4 separate regions of the Mus musculus genome follow, and regions 2, 3 and 4 are each linked to region 1. The links are chromatin contacts, called in public HiCAR-type and promoter capture Hi-C maps. All regions are on one chromosome and are shown on one strand. The core of a region is the stretch at or near the end of the contact, and the rest is flanking DNA. Distances in the headings are between cores, read along the strand shown. Region 1 holds the start of Xrn2 (5'-3' exoribonuclease 2). Region 2 holds the start of Snx5 (sorting nexin 5). Region 3 holds the start of Sec23b (SEC23 homolog B, COPII coat complex component). Region 4 holds the start of Dtd1 (D-tyrosyl-tRNA deacylase 1).

Region 1 (3,212 bases), core at 283-2,782:
TTAAACACACACACACAAACACATATACGTGTACACACACATATGTGTATATATACACTATTCTAAAACTAAACATAGGCTAGCTACCTCTCTAAGCATTTAAGTTACCTCTACATTAGCATTTAAATGAAGTCATTAAACCATTGAGGAAGGGGCAACCTTTACTGCCTGACAAGCAGCAGAGAAACACTTTAGAGGTCTCTTAAGGTGAGCCTTTGTGATTGTGATTTGTCAGGCCTAGGGGGGATTCAGGGAAGAGACTTTCAAGCTTGAGCAAATGGGCAGATACCTCCCTCCTCTTTCTAGACTTCTTTCATATGCTGCAGGTGGGATGGGGGATATGACAGGGTACATTTGAAGCCACCAGAAAAGAAGGGATACAAATATCATGTTGGTTGAGAACAGAGGATTAAATGACCCTTGGTTAAAGTGAAATACAAGCAGTATGAATAAGCAAGCAATTTAGCTCTTTGATAACCCGTTATCTGTGTTACAAAAACAAAAAACCAAACCCCCCCCAAAAACGGTAGAGCAAGACCACAGGATGGGTGGAGTTGTTACACTGTGCCTGACTCAGGCAAACAATCACTGCCTCAAGGCCAGGCTGTTACTGCCCACATAGAAACAGGCTTCCTCAAAACAAGCCCCTTTTAGCTTTTTACTTTCCTGCCTGCTGCATGCACGTAATCTAATAAACTGCTTTTTCTGTTTGGAGAATATTTTTTACACTGGAGTCACCCAAATGACACGGCCAGCCAGCACAGAAGGCTCAACTGGTGATTAAATAAGAAAATTCTTTAGTTCCTTGCCTAAGCACATCACAGGTACTCAATAAATGCTAGAACGTGATATTAGCAAATTTTGGCTAGACTCTGCAACTGTTTAAAGTGACCTCGTTGGGCTGAGAGATGGCTCAGCAGTAAAGCGTTCATGCTGTTTTTCCAAAGTAGAGTTTGATTGCTGGCAGCCACAGCAGGCTGAATACTGCTGTTTGTAACTCCAGCTCCAGGGGATTTGAAACCTCTGGCCTCCACAGGTACCAGCACTCGTTCACAAAGCCACATGTACATATACACACATTGCGTAACTAAAAATAAATCTTAAACATATTTTTAAAAAGTTGCTTATGCAAAGCAGATTTTAAAAAAAAATTGCAAAACACTTGAGGATGCTTTTTCATAGTTCGGCCAGGCACAGCAGCATAGAAATGAGAGAAACCAGGAAATGGAAACTAGAGTGTAGATGCTTCTATTCAGCTCAAGACTGATTGTGAGAAAGGAAGTAAGATAGGCCACGCCTTTCCAAAGTCTCGGCCACACAAGGACTTTGCGGCTGCGGGCCTAATGTGGCCGGCGCTCTTGGCTGGATTGCCGGAGAAGGCATCCGCCAGGAGTCGGCTCTCAAAGGCTTTACCAGAGAACGCGGCGAGCCAGGTCTACAGCTCGCCCAGCCGGGCCTCCACTCCGGCAGTCTAAATGAACTTCCACTTAACCGAGCTCCTTTCCCTGCATCCCCCGCGGTGGTGGTATGACGTAACTTCCGGCCGCTGAACGCACGTGGGAGGAAGTGCTGGTGCCCGCGGCTGCCGCTCCTGCTAGTCTCGTTGGTTACACTCTCCCGCTGGCCCGGCTGCTGTTTCGAGCTGCCCGCTGGTCATGGGAGTCCCGGCGTTCTTCCGCTGGCTCAGCCGCAAGTACCCGTCCATCATTGTCAACTGCGTGGAGGAGAAGGTGAGGAGGCGGCCAGTACGCCGGAGTGGGGACCCGGCGTGGCAGGTCTAGGCCGAGGCCCTCGGGGATGGGCGCCCGCCCCAAGCTGCCTCACGGGCCGCTTCGCGGGTTCGCGGTTCCGGAGGCGGTCTGGGCGGAGCGAGGGCGAGTAGGGGGCTTTGGGGGCTTGGGCGGCTCCTCCCCCGCCTGCGAAGCGGGGCACCCCAGGCTCCGCCCACGGCTTTGTTCCCTCCGCGCCGCTCACTGAGCTCCAAAGGGCGCCCAGGCTAGTCAGCCCCCCTAGCGCGGGCAGCAAGGTTGGCAGGGTAGGGACCGCTGGTTGGTCCACTGTCTTGAGCCCGGAGTTCCCGTTGGCTGGATCGCTTGTTTTCCACCCGAGCCTGGCCATTTGTTGCAGTTAAGCGTGCGCGGGCAGCAGCTAGTTACGAAGGACTAGGCTAGGGGAGCGCTCTTTCTCCCTGGCGGGCTTTGCTGTACGAATGCCGGGCAGCTCGCTGTGTTTCACTTCCTGCCTCCGTTAGTTTGCTAGTTTACAGGCAGACTTTTAAGTCGTTCCGATTCGTGAGTGTTGCTTTTGTCGTTCGCGTAATTCTGTCGAGTTCGACTTTGTACTCTAAGTTAGAATTTCTGGATTGGAAAAGTTCCGGGCACATGTGTCCCCTCCCACTTTCGGCTTTAGAACCGCCTCTCTCCAAGAACCTATTTCTCCCGCTGAAGTTATTTACTTTCTCACTTCCTGTCTTAGAAGAAACCAAAAGCTTTGTTTTGGTGACAATCCTAGTATATTTTTGTGTTCTCCAAAGACAAATTGCTAAGCTGAACCATTATTTCTTTATAAACATTGTGTTCTCCTGGGGGGGGGGGGTCTTCCAAAGGGAGAGCCACTTTTTCGTAACAGACACTTTGAACTGTTTTGGTTGTGTCTCTTAATATGGTTAAGTTTGATTTATCGGTTTTAGGTCTATCTAATTTTGGGTAGAAGAGGAATTAGCTATTTATTCACCACCACCCCAGTTTTTCTAATGCTAATCCATAAATCTGACGGTAAAATTTGTAATTTAACGGAGAACTCGTTTAAACGTATATCGGGCCAAGGCGTGGCACATACTTTTACTCCCAGCACTTGGGAGAGAGGTAGGCTTGAGTTTTGGAGGTCAGCCAGATATACACAGAGTTCAAAGCAAACCAAGGCTTACGTAATGAGACCCTCTTGCAAAACAAACAAAAATTCTATCGCCTATACAAAGTATCATTTCTATTTCTAAGATTGATGTTATTTCCCCGCACCCCCCCCCCCAGCTGTTTAACTTTTTGGTTCCCCTGTACATTTTAGTTCTCATTCAAGATTGTCAAACCTTTGACCATACAAGCTTCGATAGAAGCAGTGTTGTTGGCTGTTTTTAATTGTGATTGTAGTTTAGGCTGTTTATCTTTTATTCGCGCTAGCTCCTCCCTTACCCCCTCCCTTTCACCCCTAGTTGG
Region 2 (3,212 bases), core at 446-2,945, 2.7 Mb before region 1:
AAAATTCTATTAGCAGTTAATAAAGACGATCAAGTCATTTTACATAAATGATTCTGCTCCGTACCAAAAAAGGAGGAAAAAAAGAGCCACCAGGGCCTCTCCTGCCCCTAGTACCTATTATATATGCCAGGGGAGAGAAACTAATTCTTCTAATGTAAAAGAAATAAAACACCTCGCACAAAGCTCTATTTCAATACAATACCCTTGTTGGAACAATCCAACTGGTTGGTGCGCCAGAGACCGGTATTTACTTACTAGATAAAAAGTTTGCGCCGGACGTGGTGGCGTATGCCTTTAATCCCAGCACTTGGGAGACGGATTTCTGAGTTCGAGGCCAGCCTGGTCTACAAAGTGAGTTCCAGGACAGCCGGGGATATACAGAGAAACTGTCTCGAAAAACAAAAACAAAAACAAAAAAAAAAATGTTTGCCCATTCAAAGGTACTTAAAATGAAATCTTAATTCAGCTCTTATTAAAATCTAAGAGCTCCCATATTACTGACGATTTTGTCCACAAAACTGACTCATAACCTACCTGTGCGGTGGAAAATTCAAGTTTAAAGAGCCAATAAAAGTAGAATCCTTTATTGCCCGTATAGCAATCCCTGTTTATTGCATTAGTCCTCAAGATATTTGCAGCCCGAGGGTTATATCAACACACAGGATTTACTAAAAATTACAACTCCCACGAGGACACATTTAGCGTTCCCAAGTTGCAAAAACCATGCTACATACAGATACTCGTTAGAAATCTCCCCACTATTTTAAACGAAAAGGCCATTTTCTTAAAAGGAGATAGGAATAGCAAACGAAACTTTGATCCACTTTCCAATTACCATGTAGTCGATTTAAGTTTTAGGAGCAAAAGAAAAAAGAAAAAAAAAAAAACCACGCTCCTAAGGGCTTCAGAGGATTAGCCTCAGTCGAATGACTGGCAGAGCGTCGGTCAGCTTCCCACCGAGAGCTCAAGAAGTGGGGTCCCACTTGTCTGGGTCTCCTTGGTCAGAGAATGAGCGTGCAGAGACACCCCGTTGGAAAGCCATCTCTAAAGGGGTGGTTGAGGGAAAACCTCGGGATCTTGCTGGGGTCCGAGCCCCAGAGAAGATCCACCCAGCCCAAGGAGGCCGGCGGGAACCTCCAGCCCAGGTAGCGAGCGAGGAAGGGATCTCACCTTGCTGCGGTCCTCCTCCTGCTGCTCCAGCAACTCGGGAACCGCGGCCATGGCGACGCGGGCCTCGAGCAGGGGCCGTGTGGCTGTGCGAGGAAAGAAGAGGCTGGGCCGCCGCCGGGGCGCCTTTCAGGGGCGGCCGCGGCCCCGCCTCCGCCGGCCTCCTTGCCGGACGGCGGCTGGAGGCCGCGGGACTCCGCCACCATCCCAGCAGCCCCGGGCGCAGGCCAGCGAGCGGCACGCCACGTGCTCCCCCAGTGCGGCCTCCCCCGTCCCCGCGGCCGTCCATCTTGGAGCCGGGCAATAGAAGCTACGCGGGGAGCCTACCCTCGCTCCGCGCCACGCGGACACCAGCACCGGAGGGCCGCGACGGGAACGCGGGCTCCGAACCCTCCGCCGGCGAGGCACGCCTCGAGAAAGGACGCGCACCGCGGCCCGGGCAATTTATGGCTCAGCCAGAGTCCAAGATGGCGAGCGGCGGTGACGTGCGCGAGATCTCGTGAGCGCGACAACGCGCGGCTTGACGGCGCCCGCGCTTCTGCTTCGGGGGCGTGGAGGGGATGGCGCCTCACAGGTGCGACGGGAACGCCGTAGTGCATGCTGGGGCCGCCTCGCTTTGGGAAAGCGCGGGACCGATGAAAGTACGGGTCCCGAGAGGGTTGTTTGCGGGCTGGGTGTTACAGCGTGGTGGCATCTCAGGTACAGCTAGAACCCTGCCGCTGACCGACCTTCTATTTAAATACTCTCTTCCCTATCCAAACTCGGGCACGAAGGGCCACGCTTGTCCTGTCGCAGCCATGGGAGACACCTGCAGAGATCATTTTCTGGAATTAACGTTGGATGGGCTGTGCAGACCCACTTGCGACATGTCCCGAGTCTGGACCACGAGGTCACAGTAGCACCCACTTTTTAAAGGGCGGCGTGAGGAATAGATGAGCGATGCCCATACAGAATATTTAGTAAGAGTTTGGTATGTAGATGTAGGTGTTTAACTGTTAATTAAGACTTGTGAATTTGTTGGGGGGGGGCAGATTGTAGTTGTTTTGTTTCTAGAGACAAAGCCAAGCTAACCCAAAATCTCAATTTCATACTGCCTCAGCCACCCAAGTAACTTAAGTTTCCTGGTCTATGCCTCCAGGCCTTGTCACATTCAGATTTAAGGTGTCATATCCGAAACGGCCAACACATTAACATTGAACAAAAGCCACTTACAATTTTCATGAATCTTACTTGGGAATGATTTTCTCTTTTTTTTTGGAAACGTCAAAAGTTTAGTGTATGCACTTTTAATGTTCTTGTGGGTTTTTTTGTTTTTGTTTTTTGGTTTTTTGAGTCAGGGTTTCTCTGTGTAGCCCTGGCTGTCCTGGAACTCACTTTGTAGACCAGGCTGGCCTCTAACTCAGAAATCCACCTGCCTCTGCCTCCCAAGTGCTGGGATCAAAGGCGTGCGCCACCACACCCGGCTCTTGTGTGATTTTCAATTTGATGGTTTTAATATAGAAAATGTCTTAAACCTAACACCACTTTTTTTTTTTTTTCAGATACGAACAGAACACACTTTTAAACTTTCCAGACTAGAGAAAAGTTAGAGGGGCGAAGTCTAAAAATGAAACTGCCTCTGACCTTCTGCAGGCTGCTTAGCAGGTTAAACAGATTTTCTGTAAAAGCAAGCCCTCCTGTGAGTTTCTCCACTTTCTCTTATTTGTGTAGCCAGAAGAAGAAAAACTCTTACGAAGCAGTAGACCAAGCGAAGTACTCTCGTTTAGTACGCTCTGTCTTGTCCAGAGGCCCGGCCCAGACTCCAGAGTCGTTGTTCAAGGAAGATGATGTACTGTATGGACCAGTGAGTAAGCATAAGGCTGCAGAGCCGGAGCCACAGGCCAGAGTCCCACAACACTGCTTTCCTATCTTCAATGAAGAGAGAACCGGGAAACCACACACAGATGCTTCTTCAAGCCCTTTGAAGATCCCTTTGCAAAGGAACTCGATACCCAGTGTGACCCGCATCCTTCAGCAGACCATGCCACCTGAACAGAGCTTCTTTT
Region 3 (3,212 bases), core at 466-2,965, 2.5 Mb before region 1:
CTTGCTACCCGCGTTGAGTCACAATAAGTTAAATTATTATATTTCTCCAATTAAAAGATCTGTGTTACAGAAACAAGTACTTTGTTTGTTTTGTTTTTCGTGACAAGGTTTCTCTGTGTAGCCCTGGCTGTCCTGGAATTAACTCTGTAGACTAGGCTGGCCTGGAACTCACAGACATCTCCTTGACTCTGCCTCCTGAGTGCTTCGATTAAAGGCATGCACCACTATTGCCCTGCAAGTATTCTCTTATATAAATAAAATACTTCTAAATTCCCCCAAGTAAGGACATTCAATCTTGTATATTTTGAACATGCAATTAAAAAAAAATCCTCTCTACAGAAATTACTAGTGTAGAAATAATCCAGGTCCAAAAATTGAAAGGGAAATATTTGACAAATAAAATCATATTAGTGTTTGTTATTTAAAAAGCGACTTCTTTTTTTCAGCGTTAGATATAACGAACATGTATATTTTATTTTACATTTTACCTTAGGAAGAGATAACTGCATTTCCCAAACATAATTTAAGGTTTTAAACATGCCATCATTAACATTGTTATGTTTATGATGATGAGAAAATGTAAATTTATTTTAAAGATTGTAATGCAAACAGTAATATTTTATAGTACCACCTATTTAAACTTAAGTCCCTATGATTTATAGACGTCAAAAAGTTTGATTTAGCCGGGTGTGATGGCGTGTGCTTTTAAATTGAGGAGGCATAGGAAGATAGAAGAAAGCAGGGCTTCCTGAGTTCCAGGCCAGCCAAACCTACAGCTAGGCTCTGTCTTAAAGAAAAGTTTGCATTAGTAGGAAACTGGGTTATTTAATGGGTACTCTTTGAATAACATGTCTTAGCATAACTGTAAGATTTTAGTTGGCGGGATGAAGGGTTGGTTGAGTGGCTATGTGTATACTGCTGGAGTTCAGTTCCTAGCACCCGTGTTAGAGGATACACAATAGATTCTTCTGGCCGCTGCAGGCACTACACACTCGCTGAATTTGCTGCTATTTATTTATTTATTTATTTTTGCCACTTGTAAGAAAGTGTAAAAATGACTGCGGCGGTCACAGAAAAAGCTGTGTTACCCATCAAAACGGACTCTGATAGTTTCCTTAAGTGTCTGAATAAGACCATCCCCAATTACTCACTTCCTTGCTGGGGAATGGCAGGAGGATGTTCACCAGAAACAGTTTTTATTGAGCACAGAAACCACAGCAGCAACGAGAAGGGAAAGTTTTGTACCGCGAAGAGAGGACCCGCACCCGCACTTGCTGAGCTCAAAAAGATCACCAACTAGCGGCCGAGACTCTCTGTCCCCTCCTAGCCCCTTCCCGCAGGCTGAGGGCCTCTCCGGACAACTCCGGGCTACGCGTCCCTCTTCTCGCTTCCCGGTAGCTAGGCGATGAGAGGGACTTCCCCCTGAGGCAAACAGACGTCATGTTGTGTCAGGGCGGTCCCCTGAGGAGTGCTGGATGCATTTGGATGACGGTTCCGCAGGCGCCGAGGTTCTGTGAAGGAGAAAAATTTCAGGATATATTCAAGAAAGTATGTATCCTGAGGAATTCTACATTCTAAAGTTTGTTGGGTGAGAAACCACAGCCTTGCCCTATTCAAAGATGGAGGCGCAGCTTTTCTGACTGTTTCACTTTCTCGGGTCAGCCAGAGAAGCGCTCTCTGATTGGCTAGAGCATGGCGCCGCGAAATGACGTTTCGGAGCGGTGACCAATCGACTGTGAGCTGAGGTGGACTTGGCGGTGGAAGCCGGAGTTGAGCTCTGGTGTCCGTGGGGCGCGGAAGGTTCAGTCCCGGTGAGTGGCTCCGGACAGGTGAGCGGCTGGCTCTGCAATGGTGAAGGGGCGCATAGGAGGAGGGCCGAAGCCAGACAGGCCGAGGCAAGGTGGGCTTGCTTATGGGAAGAATCAGAGAGAGTTGATGACCCAGAAGCCGGCTCAGAGTGACTCGTCCGCGCCGTGCCTGAGAGCCGACGGCCGGTTTCTGACTCCTTAGCCCTCGGAATTGGGGTGTTGGTGGTGGTGACTCGAACATCCGGAAGGACCGAATCCCCATGAAAACCTTGAGTTTTGCTTTGTGATAAGTGAAACCAGAAACCAGATCTTCAGTACAGGATTAGGTATTTAACTGTGTCTACAGATGGTTACTAAGTCCTGGAAAGTTATGTCCTGGAGAGCTTAGAGGGGCTAAGATATTTTATTGGATGCCTTTCTTTTATCCACTCACTCATTCATTCATTCTCTCTTCATTCACTCAGTCATTCATCCATTCGGCTATTTACCTCTTCAGATACCCTTACTCGTTGAGAGTTTGATAGGAGCATTTTTCTCAGCACATAGAATTTAATAAAAATACATAGAACGTCAGAGGATTCATGAATTCACTGAAAGCCTCTGTGGATTACGTGTTTAGGATTAAGAAGCTGGTTTAGAATAAATCGAGGAAAGGAGGCAGTGGGAAATAGGAGCAGGTGTTAATATGTTGATACTCGGGGACTTATACATTTACGTAAAGAACTTTATAGAGGGGTTACCATTATTTAATGGGGTTTGCTGAAGTAACTGCTGGAAATGGCGATGTTAGAATGTGCTGTGACTTATTTACTACCCCCCACCCCCACCCCCGCTCCCAGGCGCCTAAGTGCTTTCTGTGTAGTTAGGGTTTTATCTTCTTGTATTTGCCAGAACTAACAAGTAGATGTGTTAAGAGTTTCAGTTGGAACAGACATTTGGGACTTTGTTGTATAGAGTCTGTATGGTAGAATAATTAATTTGCTTTTCTGGGTATGTAAAATTGTCCTCACCCAAATTATTTGCAGGATATATCTATATATCTATATCTATCCCTATGTAACCCAGGAGGCTTTGTACTCTCTTGATTCTGCCTCAGCCTCCCAAATATGGAAATTACAAGAATATGCTTCCATTCTCATTTCACAGGTTTAGTCGTCGTCTTCTTCTTCTTCTTCTTCTTCTTCTTCTTCTTCTTCTTCTTCTTCTTCTTCTTCAGTTCAGTTTTCTGGCTTTCCTTTTTTTAACAGTCTACTTGCTTAAACATGTCATTTGCATGTGTGTGCACCTGTCAAGCCACTCATAGGCAACTTTTGTGATCTTAGGTCTTTCCTTCCATCTTTTTGTGGGATCTGAGGCTCTAACTCAGGCTGTCAGACTTGCGTGGCAAGCACTTTACCCCCTGGA
Region 4 (3,212 bases), core at 253-2,752, 2.4 Mb before region 1:
GGAAGCATGTGACTGACACCCATTGATCTTGCTGCTGCTGCTGCTGGTGGTATCCTTGACAATTTAACTCATGCAATTTTGCATTCACTATTTAATATTTAAGCATAATATAAAAGGCTCCCAGTCCTTAGCACAACTGACTCCATAAAACTCAGTATGTAGATAGTACCACTTGCCAGAGTGAAAAGGAAGACCGAATCTATCAAATGCACTAAGCTTGCCTTTTGACTTCTGTAATTGCTTTAGCCTAACTGTGCTTATTAACTGAAGTATGTCAACCGAGGAATTTTTTTTTTTTTTTTGCTTAAATGCTCACTCTAAAAGAATCTGAGCTTTAATGAGATCCTGAACACCCAGTGTAGTTGCCAGTTGGCTAATAAAGACTTTCTACTGGCTTAACCCCGGTCTGAGTAGTCTTATCTGATGGATACCCCACAATAATACACATTTCTAGGCCTTTTTTGTTTTTGTTTTTGTTTTTTTGGGGGGGTGAGGGGGAAAGCAACATCTCACTCTGTATTTCATGCTGGCCTTGAACTTCAGCGTGATCCTCATACTGCAGCCTCCAGAATGCTTGGATCACAGATGTTCAACCACCATTCCTTAGAGTATTTCGGGCCAAATAACAGTTCTATCAAATTGCTTTCTAACAAATGCTTTTCTGAATCTGCTAATCCTGGAAGAGGCGTTCAAAGCAAAGACACTCTGAAATGGGTGAACTTTTTCTGATACTCCTATTTCGTTTTTAAGGGAAAGTCTCATTACATTGCCCACATTGGTGGTCTTGAACTCATGGACTTAAAACACTTTCCCGCTTCATCTCAAGTAGCTGGGACTATCTCCCCCCCCCCCCATTCTTCTTTTTCTTTGTTTAATTATAAACACATGGACTACCACTGGACTATGAAGATGTTATTTTTTAGTGATGAAAACTTAGTACAGTAATAGCTATACAGTTCTTTGCAGCCATCTAAGCATCTTTACAGCCCATCCAAATTTCCTAACAACCCTATGATAGGGCTAAGTATTAGATTTGTATTAGGAAGGAATTAGAATTCTAGACTGATAGACCTATTAACTATTGTGTCTAAGGTAAATCAATAGTTATGTAGTTAAATGGCTATGTTAGCAGCAGGTCCTTTTGTTTTTAGCAACAGGATTGCTGCTGAGGCTACAGAACAAGTGAAGATTTTGGAAAATCTGTGACCGGAGGATTGGAAAAGAGGGAGAAAAGCAGGAAAAAAACTTAAGGGTAAAACTGAAAGAGAAAGAAACTGGAGCAGAAATTAATGAGTGTCTGGACATAGTGGAGACTAGGCTGGCAGTTTGGGACTATAGTGCTTAAGAAGGAGTTCAGGGGTGGATAGGGCGGCGCCTACCACAAATGGACTAGGTTATGCATAGGTGACAGGTGAGGGTGATTGACATGGGCGGGGCCAATTGGATAGGTGTGGCCGACGTGGGCGGGACGCAGCTCTGTGGAATGGGTCCTCACGGAGCTCTTCCGGTGTTGCCGGTAGAGGGCGCCGGTCGAGGAGCCACCGGCGGAGTCGCAAGGTCTGACCACACAGCAAATTCCAGTCGCTACAGCCGCCGCCATGAAGGCCGTGGTGCAGCGCGTCACTCGGGCTAGCGTCACAGGTCAGTCGGGCGGGCCGGGGAGAGAGCAGCCTCTGACCCCCGCGACCCGCTGTTCCGTGTGAGGGTTCCCCGCAGCCCCGAGTTACCGGGCAGCCTCTGGGCAGCGCCGTGGCCGAGAAGATCCGGCACGTGCCTGGCCGCTCATGGGTTCAGGCTCCGTGCTTTCGTTGCTACATAAACCCTCATCTCCGTCGTCATCACCATTATAATCATCATCATTATCTTTGTGAGTGTGTGTGTGTGTTCCTCACAGACAAGGTGCCAGAACCTGTGAGCATCCCCAGGGCCCGTTGTTGAATGCACTGTTGCACAAACAACACATAGGGGAGATTTCCGGAGCGGAATCGCTCGTTTATCCACCGCTCTGTCTGAGATGTAGCATTTTAACAACCCCCTTTTGCATATCTTTTCTTTTTAAAATAGAACTTGGCTCATGATAAAATGGACAGACGGAGGAATTGCTAATTGTTTGAGCTCTGGCAGCTTTGAGCAAATATCTGCTGGCATCCTCACTGGGTGCAGAACATCCCTTGCTTGCACCTGGATGTCGGTCTCTGAACCTTCAGCCATGGGTCAGAACCACAGAATTCAAGATGACGTGCTTCTCTTTCCCATTAATTAATATAGACCCAGATGCTCAGCCATTAGCCATCAGTTGAATGTGGGAGGCTAGTTGAAATATTCAGGATCCAGCTACTGTAGTTATTTGAAAAGTGTTAAAAAAATAGAAACGACTGGTGCCATTCTTTTAGTCTTTTAAGTTAAAGAAATAAATACATTTATTTATTTGGTGTGTGTGTTTCTGTGTGTAACAGGCCAGAGAACAATTTAGATGTGCCACCACCATGTGGGTCCTTGGGATTCAACTCATGGAATTAGGCTTGGCAGCAAGTCTACCCATCACTCATTTAGCTAGCTTGCTTTCTCTCTTTCTTTCTTTCTTTCTTTCTTTCTTTCTTTCCTTTTCGAGACAGGGTTTCTCTGTTTAGCCTTGTCTGGCCAGGAACTCACTCCGTAGACTAGGCTGGCCTTGAACTCACAGATCCACCTGCCTCTGCCTCCCAAGTGCTGGGATTAAAGGTGTCTACCACCATTGCCCAGCTGTGTTTATAGAGGCAGAAGTACATTTTCAGGTCAGATGCCAAGGCCTGTAGTCACAGCCACTTTGGAGGCTGGGGAAGGAGCTGTGTTGAGCCCAGGAATTGGACAACAGAAAGCAGATTGGACAACAAAAGAGTCTCTAAGATTCCCCCTCCTCACCAAAGCTTCAGATCAAGCAATACAGATATCTTTTTCTTTAAACCATTTTATACTAAATACATGGTTTTGAGTTTAAAGCTAGACCCAAGACTCCTCCCCAACCAAGTAGCCAAACCACATATTTAGACTCGAGAGTCCACCTTCTAATCCTGCTTAATGAGTTGCAAGCTGTTCTGTTAACTTTGGTTTTGGAAATCATCCTGGACTAATAAGGAGCAGAATAGGAGAGGAGTTTATGGGACTCTAATAACATTTCAGTAAATATTGAGCACATGAAAACTGGAAAAATTCACTGATGAAAGATGGTTTTG

What was found. Promoter capture Hi-C pulls out the DNA fragments that hold promoters and counts their contacts. HiCAR-type assays count read pairs that join an accessible place to other places.
Region 2: a HiCAR-type map of astrocytes shows a contact between it and region 1, with 2.9 times the contacts expected there. The contact joins the promoter of Snx5 here to the promoter of Xrn2 in region 1. A contact is called at or near these places in 1 of 39 promoter capture datasets (liver) and 1 of 115 datasets of contacts at active chromatin or transcription factors (astrocytes).
Region 3: a promoter capture Hi-C map of pre-B cells shows a contact between it and region 1, with 6 times the contacts expected there. The contact joins the promoter of Sec23b here to the promoter of Xrn2 in region 1. A contact is called at or near these places in 4 of 39 promoter capture datasets (the 3T3-L1 cell line, liver and pre-B cells) and 1 of 115 datasets of contacts at active chromatin or transcription factors (astrocytes).
Region 4: a contact with region 1 is called in a promoter capture Hi-C map of liver, with 6 times the contacts expected there. The contact joins the promoter of Dtd1 here to the promoter of Xrn2 in region 1. A contact is called at or near these places in 3 of 39 promoter capture datasets (the 3T3-L1 cell line, liver and pre-B cells).

Annotation. Positions count from the first base shown.
Region 1 is chr2:147,011,467-147,014,678 of GRCm38.p6, forward strand. Xrn2 (5'-3' exoribonuclease 2) reads left to right here and starts at 1,533. Exons shown (of 30, transcript NM_011917.3): 1 at 1,533-1,730. The coding sequence starts at 1,656.
Region 2 is chr2:144,269,207-144,272,418 of GRCm38.p6, forward strand. Snx5 (sorting nexin 5) reads right to left here and starts at 1,696. Exons shown (of 14, transcript NM_001199188.1): 1 at 1,495-1,696; 2 at 1,171-1,253. The coding sequence starts at 1,221. Mgme1 (mitochondrial genome maintenance exonuclease 1) reads left to right here and starts at 1,698. Exons shown (of 5, transcript NM_028984.5): 1 at 1,698-1,866; 2 at 2,709-3,212. The coding sequence starts at 2,774.
Region 3 is chr2:144,554,514-144,557,725 of GRCm38.p6, forward strand. It overlaps Sec23b (SEC23 homolog B, COPII coat complex component), which reads left to right and starts at 1,716. Exons shown (of 20, transcript NM_001252544.1): 1 at 1,716-1,811. It overlaps Gm34292 (a long non-coding RNA gene), which reads right to left and starts at 2,122. Exons shown (of 1, transcript XR_003953925.1): 1 at 1-2,122.
Region 4 is chr2:144,598,451-144,601,662 of GRCm38.p6, forward strand. It overlaps Dtd1 (D-tyrosyl-tRNA deacylase 1), which reads left to right and starts at 1,503. Exons shown (of 6, transcript NM_025314.3): 1 at 1,503-1,641. The coding sequence starts at 1,599.